Regions from separate parts of the Gossypium hirsutum genome. Here region 2 is linked to region 1. A link is a contact called in public Hi-C data. All regions are on one chromosome and are shown on one strand. The core of a region is the stretch at or near the end of the contact, and the rest is flanking DNA. Distances in the headings are between cores, read along the strand shown.

Evidence for each region. Hi-C and Micro-C count contacts between places; a contact is called where the count stands out from the background.
Region 2: a contact with region 1 is called in a Hi-C map of leaf, with 2.1 times the contacts expected there. The contact joins the enhancer-like site here to the promoter of LOC107951918 in region 1. A contact is called at or near these places in 10 of 34 Hi-C or Micro-C datasets (anther, fibers, hypocotyl and 3 more).

The regions. Positions count from the first base shown.
Region 1 is chrA02:83,901,352-83,904,593 of Gossypium_hirsutum_v2.1, reverse strand. It overlaps LOC107951918 (probable dolichyl pyrophosphate Glc1Man9GlcNAc2 alpha-1,3-glucosyltransferase), which reads left to right and starts at 1,605. Exons shown (of 9, transcript XM_041085018.1): 1 at 1,605-1,751; 2 at 1,837-1,940; 3 at 2,042-2,104; 4 at 2,870-2,965; 5 at 3,087-3,139.
Region 2 is chrA02:84,127,823-84,131,405 of Gossypium_hirsutum_v2.1, reverse strand. No RefSeq gene overlaps it. Among protein-coding and RNA genes, the nearest start is that of LOC107951916, 38 kb to the right of the region's middle. Within about 2 kb of position 1,960, at least 8 of the 9 cell types and tissues checked have an H3K27ac peak or open chromatin away from gene starts, as enhancers often do. A contact at or near this core is called in fibers and leaf, where this site is marked.

The DNA.
Region 1 (3,242 bases), core at 356-2,855:
GTATTACATAAGGGTTATACTAATCCTACTTATTAATAAACCAAAATGAAAAGCTTCTACAAAAAAATTATGGAACAGTAATATTCCAGCAAAAATTAAAATTTTCATTTGGAAAGTTTATTGGAATTTCATCCTTAATCTAGCTAATTTATCCACTAAAAGACTGGTGACAGAGACTGCATGCCCAAGATGTGAAGGGATTGCTGAGAATGTTGACCACCTGGTACATGACTGTCCTGTTACAAGAGAGGTCTGGATAAGTTTAAATCTCGAATGGATATTAACAAGAATCAACATGAACTATTGGGAATGGCTTACCTAGGTATTCAAAAACTATACTGGGTCGCAGTGTCGCTTATTTTGCTACTCATTGTGGGCGATTTGAACTGATAGAAATAAGGGGTTATTTAAGGGGAAGAGAAGTATGGGCTGTGATACTGATGCATGGGTTTCAAGATATGCAAGGAAATTGACGAGTGTGAGAATAGTAAACTGACTAAAGAAATCGTACCTGTTGAATAGTGTCCCCCGAATGGGTCCGACATTAAAGTAAATTTTGATGCAGCCTTTGATGAGGCACACTATGGCAATCGTGTGAATATTCCTAAGTATCTGATGTAATTCTAGATGGTTCAACGGGTAAGTAAAGGTAGTTGGCAAGGCATGTGTTTAAATGGATGATTGCTCATAAACTTATGAAAGGTAAATTTGGATGAATGCAAATGAATTGAAGGAAACTATATGATTATGTGATGAATGTTATGTTCATGAAGATTCATTTGTGAAATGGTTGATTTTATATATGCATTATACATGAGCCTACTAATTTGTGAGTTTGGTGATGCTTATAGGATTGTATTAAGCTTATGAGTATGGTAAAGATGTTATGCGTATTTTATAAATTGAGCTTAAGAATGGTAAGTTATGTTTGAGTTTATATGAGCTTACTAAGCACTAGTTGCTTACGTAGTTATTTTCCTTTGTTTCGTATATTATAAGAAGCTCAATCAGTTGGAAGTTTATCGAAGATCTATTACACTATCCAGCAACCACTTCAGTAGTTTTTGAGTTGTTTTGGCCAAGGTTATAAATGGCATGTACAAGACCTTTTTATAATGAATGTCTTTGAATATGTTAGTGAACAATTTGGTATAAATATGTATTTGGAGTATGTATTTTGTACGTTAGACTTATAATGCTTAGGCAAGTTTAAGTCTTTTGGTCACTTTTAAGTCCTTGTAATATATGGTCCTTTTGGTATGTTTATAGTGAAATGTGAATGGTTAAATTGGTGTCTTTATGTAGTTATATAGAACAGGTTTTGTGTTTGAAATGTGGCATTATAGCCTTGTTTTGATTGAAGTTGTTTTGGTATAAATGTCGTGCATTTGAATAGCATATTGGTTAGGTGGAATAGGTTGATTGAATTGGTATGTTTATATGTGTTTGAAAGATGTTTAGGTCTTTTGAATGTACGCACAAATGGAGTGGTTGATTGAGTATGTTTCGGTCTTGAAATGGCTTGATTATAGGGTCAAATTATAGAGCACGTGGCTTGGGACACCTTGTGTATCAAGTCAATGAATTATACAATCTAGCACATAGTCTATAATACGGTCGTGTGAACTAACTGAGTGAATCAGCGTTGAAGCGAAACCAAAGCTATTCTTTCTCTAATCTGAATCTCTTCAATCAGCAACTGAACAAGAAAACTTACAATTAACTAGTGCTGCTACTAGTCTACTACCTAGGTACTTAATTTGTTCGTTAATAATATGAATTAATCTATCAAACCCTAGAAATTCTAACTCCTCACCGTCTTTGTTAATCGTTTAGAACAGCATTATAGGCAGCTCATAGTCAGCCACGATGCCGTAGTGCTAGGAACTGCTCTCAACGAACGCATCCTCAGCTCTCTTCTTTCTGTTCATCGACTCAAGGTCTTCTTTTTTTCTTTTTCTTCCCATTTACCTGCTGCTATAATATATTTCCTATATTCTTTTCTTTGTTTTTCTTTTAAGTAATTGATTTCTGATCCTAGGTCTTGATGGGTACATCTTAGATTTGTGTACGGATCTGCTGGATATCGTTGCCATTGATTAAGGCAAACACCACGTCTATGCCTATCTTTCTTTTTCTCTCCGCCCCCCCCCCTTCTTCTGCACCATTCCTTATCGAGGTGCCTCTGATTAAGGCATGGATCTGTTACATTTTAACGAGGTTGCTGCAAATAGGATCTGTTTCCCCTAAAATTTTCAATCCTCCTGTAAACAGTAACTGCAACGATGCAATTATACTGAAATAAATCAGTTTAATCTAATCAAGGGATGCCAACTACTGACATCCACCTTTCAAATGTGAAAAATTCTCGTGATCCTGTTTGTATAGTTGATCATAGAAACTCGAATTTTGACTATTCTTTTTTTGAGTAAAATCTCTTTATCGTCTAACCACCCCCAATTGCTTGCACTATGTAACTCTTGAAAATGTTTGTGCTAAGGTAAAGTGAGTCTTCTAGATAAGCTTGGTTTTCCTAAATGCTTTACTTGAGAAAGGAAATGCAACTTGTTTATTCTATAACGTTGATTTCAAAGTAGAAAGTGTCTTTTGTTTCGCTCTTTTTGGAAAATTACAAAATGGTGCTAGATATTTATTATATTACTTTTGTTGTTTGTTCATTTCATTTGGTGTTGTTCATCATGCATTTAGTTTCTGCATATGCATAGGAACGAGTAATATGGAGGAGAGCCTACATCACTCAACCTGATTCAGGTTCCATTTTCTGCATGGTTCAAAGGCCCAGCTAATCTATTGATTTGTTTTCCTTTTTCTATTTATTGATTAATGCCTTTAAATTATTTGTTGGCAGCTCTGGAAGGCAAAGTTGGTGTAACATCTGAAGGTGAAACTGCCAGGTGTAAGAAAGTTGTTTGGGACCCTTCCCACTTGTGAAAGAAGGAATACTGTACTACTTTTTCTTTACCTTAGCATTTTCTCAATTGGAAGCAATATAACTCATGATCTTATGGAGTTTTTCTCCTTCTTTCATTTTAAAGAATGCTGAAGAAACAACTCTTTCTCAACAGGTTCACTTGCAGATTATCCTGCCACAAAAGCAGTTGGGTCATAAATCAGACATGTAAGTTCACTTTGGAATTTTTCTTAATAGGAAGCTTTATTGAAGTAAGATATAAGGGGCTCTCAATGATTACCATATATTAATTTTGGGATTTGATTAAATA
Region 2 (3,583 bases), core at 711-3,210, 230 kb before region 1:
AGTGAACCAGAGCGTTACCTAGGATTGCCTACATGGTAGGCAGGAAGAAAAGGGAGCCATTTCAAATTTTAAAGGATCGAATCAAGCAGCACATTGATCAATAGAGTACGAGACATTTATCACAATGAGGGAAAGAAGTATTTATTAAGTCCATACTCCAAGCCATCCCAACTTACTTAATGGCCTGTTTCTTTTTACCCAAGACGTTGTGTGGTGAGATTAAGAATATTATTGCCAAGTTTTGGTGGCAAAAGGGCCATGGAAGAAGGGGTATACACTGGTGTGCGTGGAAGAACCTTTGTACTTAGAAGGAAAATGGAGGTCTTGGGTTTCGAAATATTAGCCAGTTTAATATCGCTATGTTAGCTAAGCAAGGGTGGCGCCTTATTAATTATCCAAATTCGTTATTGGAAAAAGTTTTTAAAGCCAAGTATTATCCAAGTTCAGATTTTTTTTTTAATGCACAATTGGGTAACTCACCATCACTTACCTGGAAGAGTGTCTGGTTTGCAAAAGGATTGTTACGAAATGGGCTGAGTTGGAGAGTTGGACGAGCAACTGGAATCTCAGTGTGGAATGATCAGTGGATACCAGGAATTGATACGGTTGTTAAGAGTCACGAAAACAATAATGAAGTCCAATTAGTTTCAGATTTAATTGATGCATCAAATAATATGTGGAAGTCTGAACTAGTGCTAAGTACCTTCCCAGCAGACACTGCCCAAAAGATTTTGCAAATCCTTCTAGCGGAACTCCAAGGAGTTGATTTTCGGTCAGAAGTGCCTACAAACTATTACAAAGCACTAGCTCGAATCCTAACAACTTATTATTACATACCGATTTAAAAAATTTCTACAAAAAGCTCTGGAATTTACAGTTACCCTCAAAGATTACTATTACAGTTTGAAGAGCATCATGGAACTATATGCCTACTCTAGTTAATTTGCGATCTAAACGAGTAGTCGACACTGCTGTTTGTTCTCGATGTAGATCTGGGGAAGAAGATTTATCACATGTCTTTCGGTACTGTCATGTAGTAATAGAAGTTTGGAAAATGTTAGATCTTCCTTGGGTTAATAACTTTTTGGTTCAGAGGTTCTGGGGCTGGCTTACTTGGATGTTCCAAAAGAGAACTCTCAAAAGGTCGATTGCTTTGCTGTGGCATATGGGTCCTGTGGAGGTCAAGAAATAAGCTCATGCATGAAAGAAAAGTTGAGTAAGGAAGAGAGATAGCATCAAAAGTTCAAAGGTATTTGGCTGAGATTGATGGTCTGGCAGAAAAAAGGAGTACCTTGTGTACGACTACGAGGGCCATTCAGAGAGATACGAGTTCTGGGATGACGATTCACTTTGATGCTACTTTTAACCGAAGGGATTTCAAATCGATGGCAGGCCTGGTGGTTCAGGATCAGATGGGAGTAATTCTTGTTACGAAGACGGTCTTAAATTCAAATGTTTCAACTTCTTTTACAGCAGAAGCTTATGCAGGTCTTCATGCGATTAATCTTAGACTTTCCCTGGGTATACACTCAATTACGGTAAAGGGGGATTCACGAACCGTCATAAAGAAATGTCAAACATCGATGCAAGATAAGTTAGTTATAGGAGAAATCATCAGTGATATTCAAAAAAAGTCGGAGTTTTTTCAAGAAATCATGTTCCAATTTATTAATAGAACCGAGAACATCTCGGCTCACAAAATTGCAGAAGAAGCACTAAGAAGGGAGAAGAAACACACCTGGAAGGAGAGGCACTACACCGCCTTTATGTGCGTTCCGATGGAAGATGGAGTAGGCTCCCAGATTGAGAATGACTTTCTGAAAGAAATTGAAAAGCTATCAAATGCAACAATAGGTTTTTTGGAAATGAAAGGACGATTTGTAAATGGTGTCCAGCTACAATCTGATTCGACTAGTAATTATTACCCTAGGTTTTCTATTTTCGTAGCTTTAAGTATTCTGCTTTCCACTAGTTTTTCTCTTTCTTTTATTTTTATTTAATGGACCGGTTGGGGGTATACCCAGTAGGCCCACGTTTTAGCATCCAACTTCTGTTATTGTTTAATTTAAATTAATGGCTAGTCGATTTTTATTCAAAAAAAATATATGTTTTTTAAGTAGTAAAAAATTAAATAAACTATTTAATTTTTAAATCATTATTAGAAAAACTTTATTGAGCTATTTAAGATTTAACCATATTTTTAAAATTTTATTTTTAACACTATTTTAATTTATTAAATCATTGTTCTTAAATTAAAATGTTTTAATTAATCAATTCTGTTTAAAAAAATAAAATATATTAGTTATTTATTTGAAATTTGTTTAAAGATATTTTAAATCATTTTTAATAGTATTTAATTATACTGTTAATTTTTTTCTGACCGTTTTAATTTTTAAAACTGCTTTTTAATTTTTACTTTTATTTTATTTTTTTGAAGTGTAGAGGCCCAATTTAGCCTGGGGCCCATAACCCAGAAACCTAAAATCAAGAAAATCAAAATAATAACAGTCCATTGTTTTTTTTTACAAGACCCATTAACAGCCCAAAATACAAAAAGAAACCCTAAGCCCATGGCCCAAAACATAAACAAATTTTCGGATGGAAAACCCTAGCCCCTAGCCTTTGCACCGCGAAGCTCCTCAATTGGTGTCAGCACCTTCTCCGCTGCAACACTACCACAGACCTGCAAACAAGCCGACAAAGAACAAAAATGGAGTAGAGAGACACGCAAGACAAAGCAGAAATAGTAAAAAGTAAATAGTAACAAAGAACTTTTGTTATCGACTATAAAGCCAACAAAAAACGATTGTAATCAAGGGGAGACTCTTAAATAAAAAAAATCAGAAACTAATATCTCAAAGGTGCCTCTTTTATTTTATTTTTCTTCATTTTTGTTTGAAATAAAGCATAAATAATAATAAAATCTTACCGTGGTTCGCTCTCTGTCGCGGTTGTGAATCTCCGGTGACCCAAACGTCACAAAACCCACTCGGGTTCCGATGAGGGACGAGGAAGCGACGAAGATGGGAGTTTTCTCTGCTTGCGATTCAACCACTATTTCATTTTTTGTATTGTGTTTTCTGCCTTAAAAATATGTAGTTTAAATATACTTTTAAAAAAAAAGAAGAGGAAGAGAGAAAGCTTACCCGAACATGGCTTTGAAACAAGGTTGAAAGACCCATTTTTAGCCGTTGTTGACCACCGAGTGTGGTGTGTCTTGGTATTGCGGTAGAGGGAAAAATCAATCGGCGCAAGGGGATTAGAAGGAAGCCCTAGCAGATTAGATTTTGTCAGATTTGGTGCAAATGGTTTTAGCAAACAAAATTTATTGGTATTTTTAGATATAATGAAATGTCACCATTTGGATAAAGGGGTAAGGGTCTGCGCATTCATTCCTAGAATGGTTTATTTGCGTGGCCGGTCCTCCCCTTTTGCACCGCTGTTGGATTAGGCCACTGCTTTTTTTTTTTTAAATTGGGCCCAGGAATTTTATGTCAATTTCATTTTAGTCTGCATTTAAACGCTTCATTTCGAGATTTGGTTTATTTGCATTTTTCATCCTCTTTGATTTACGCACATAGTG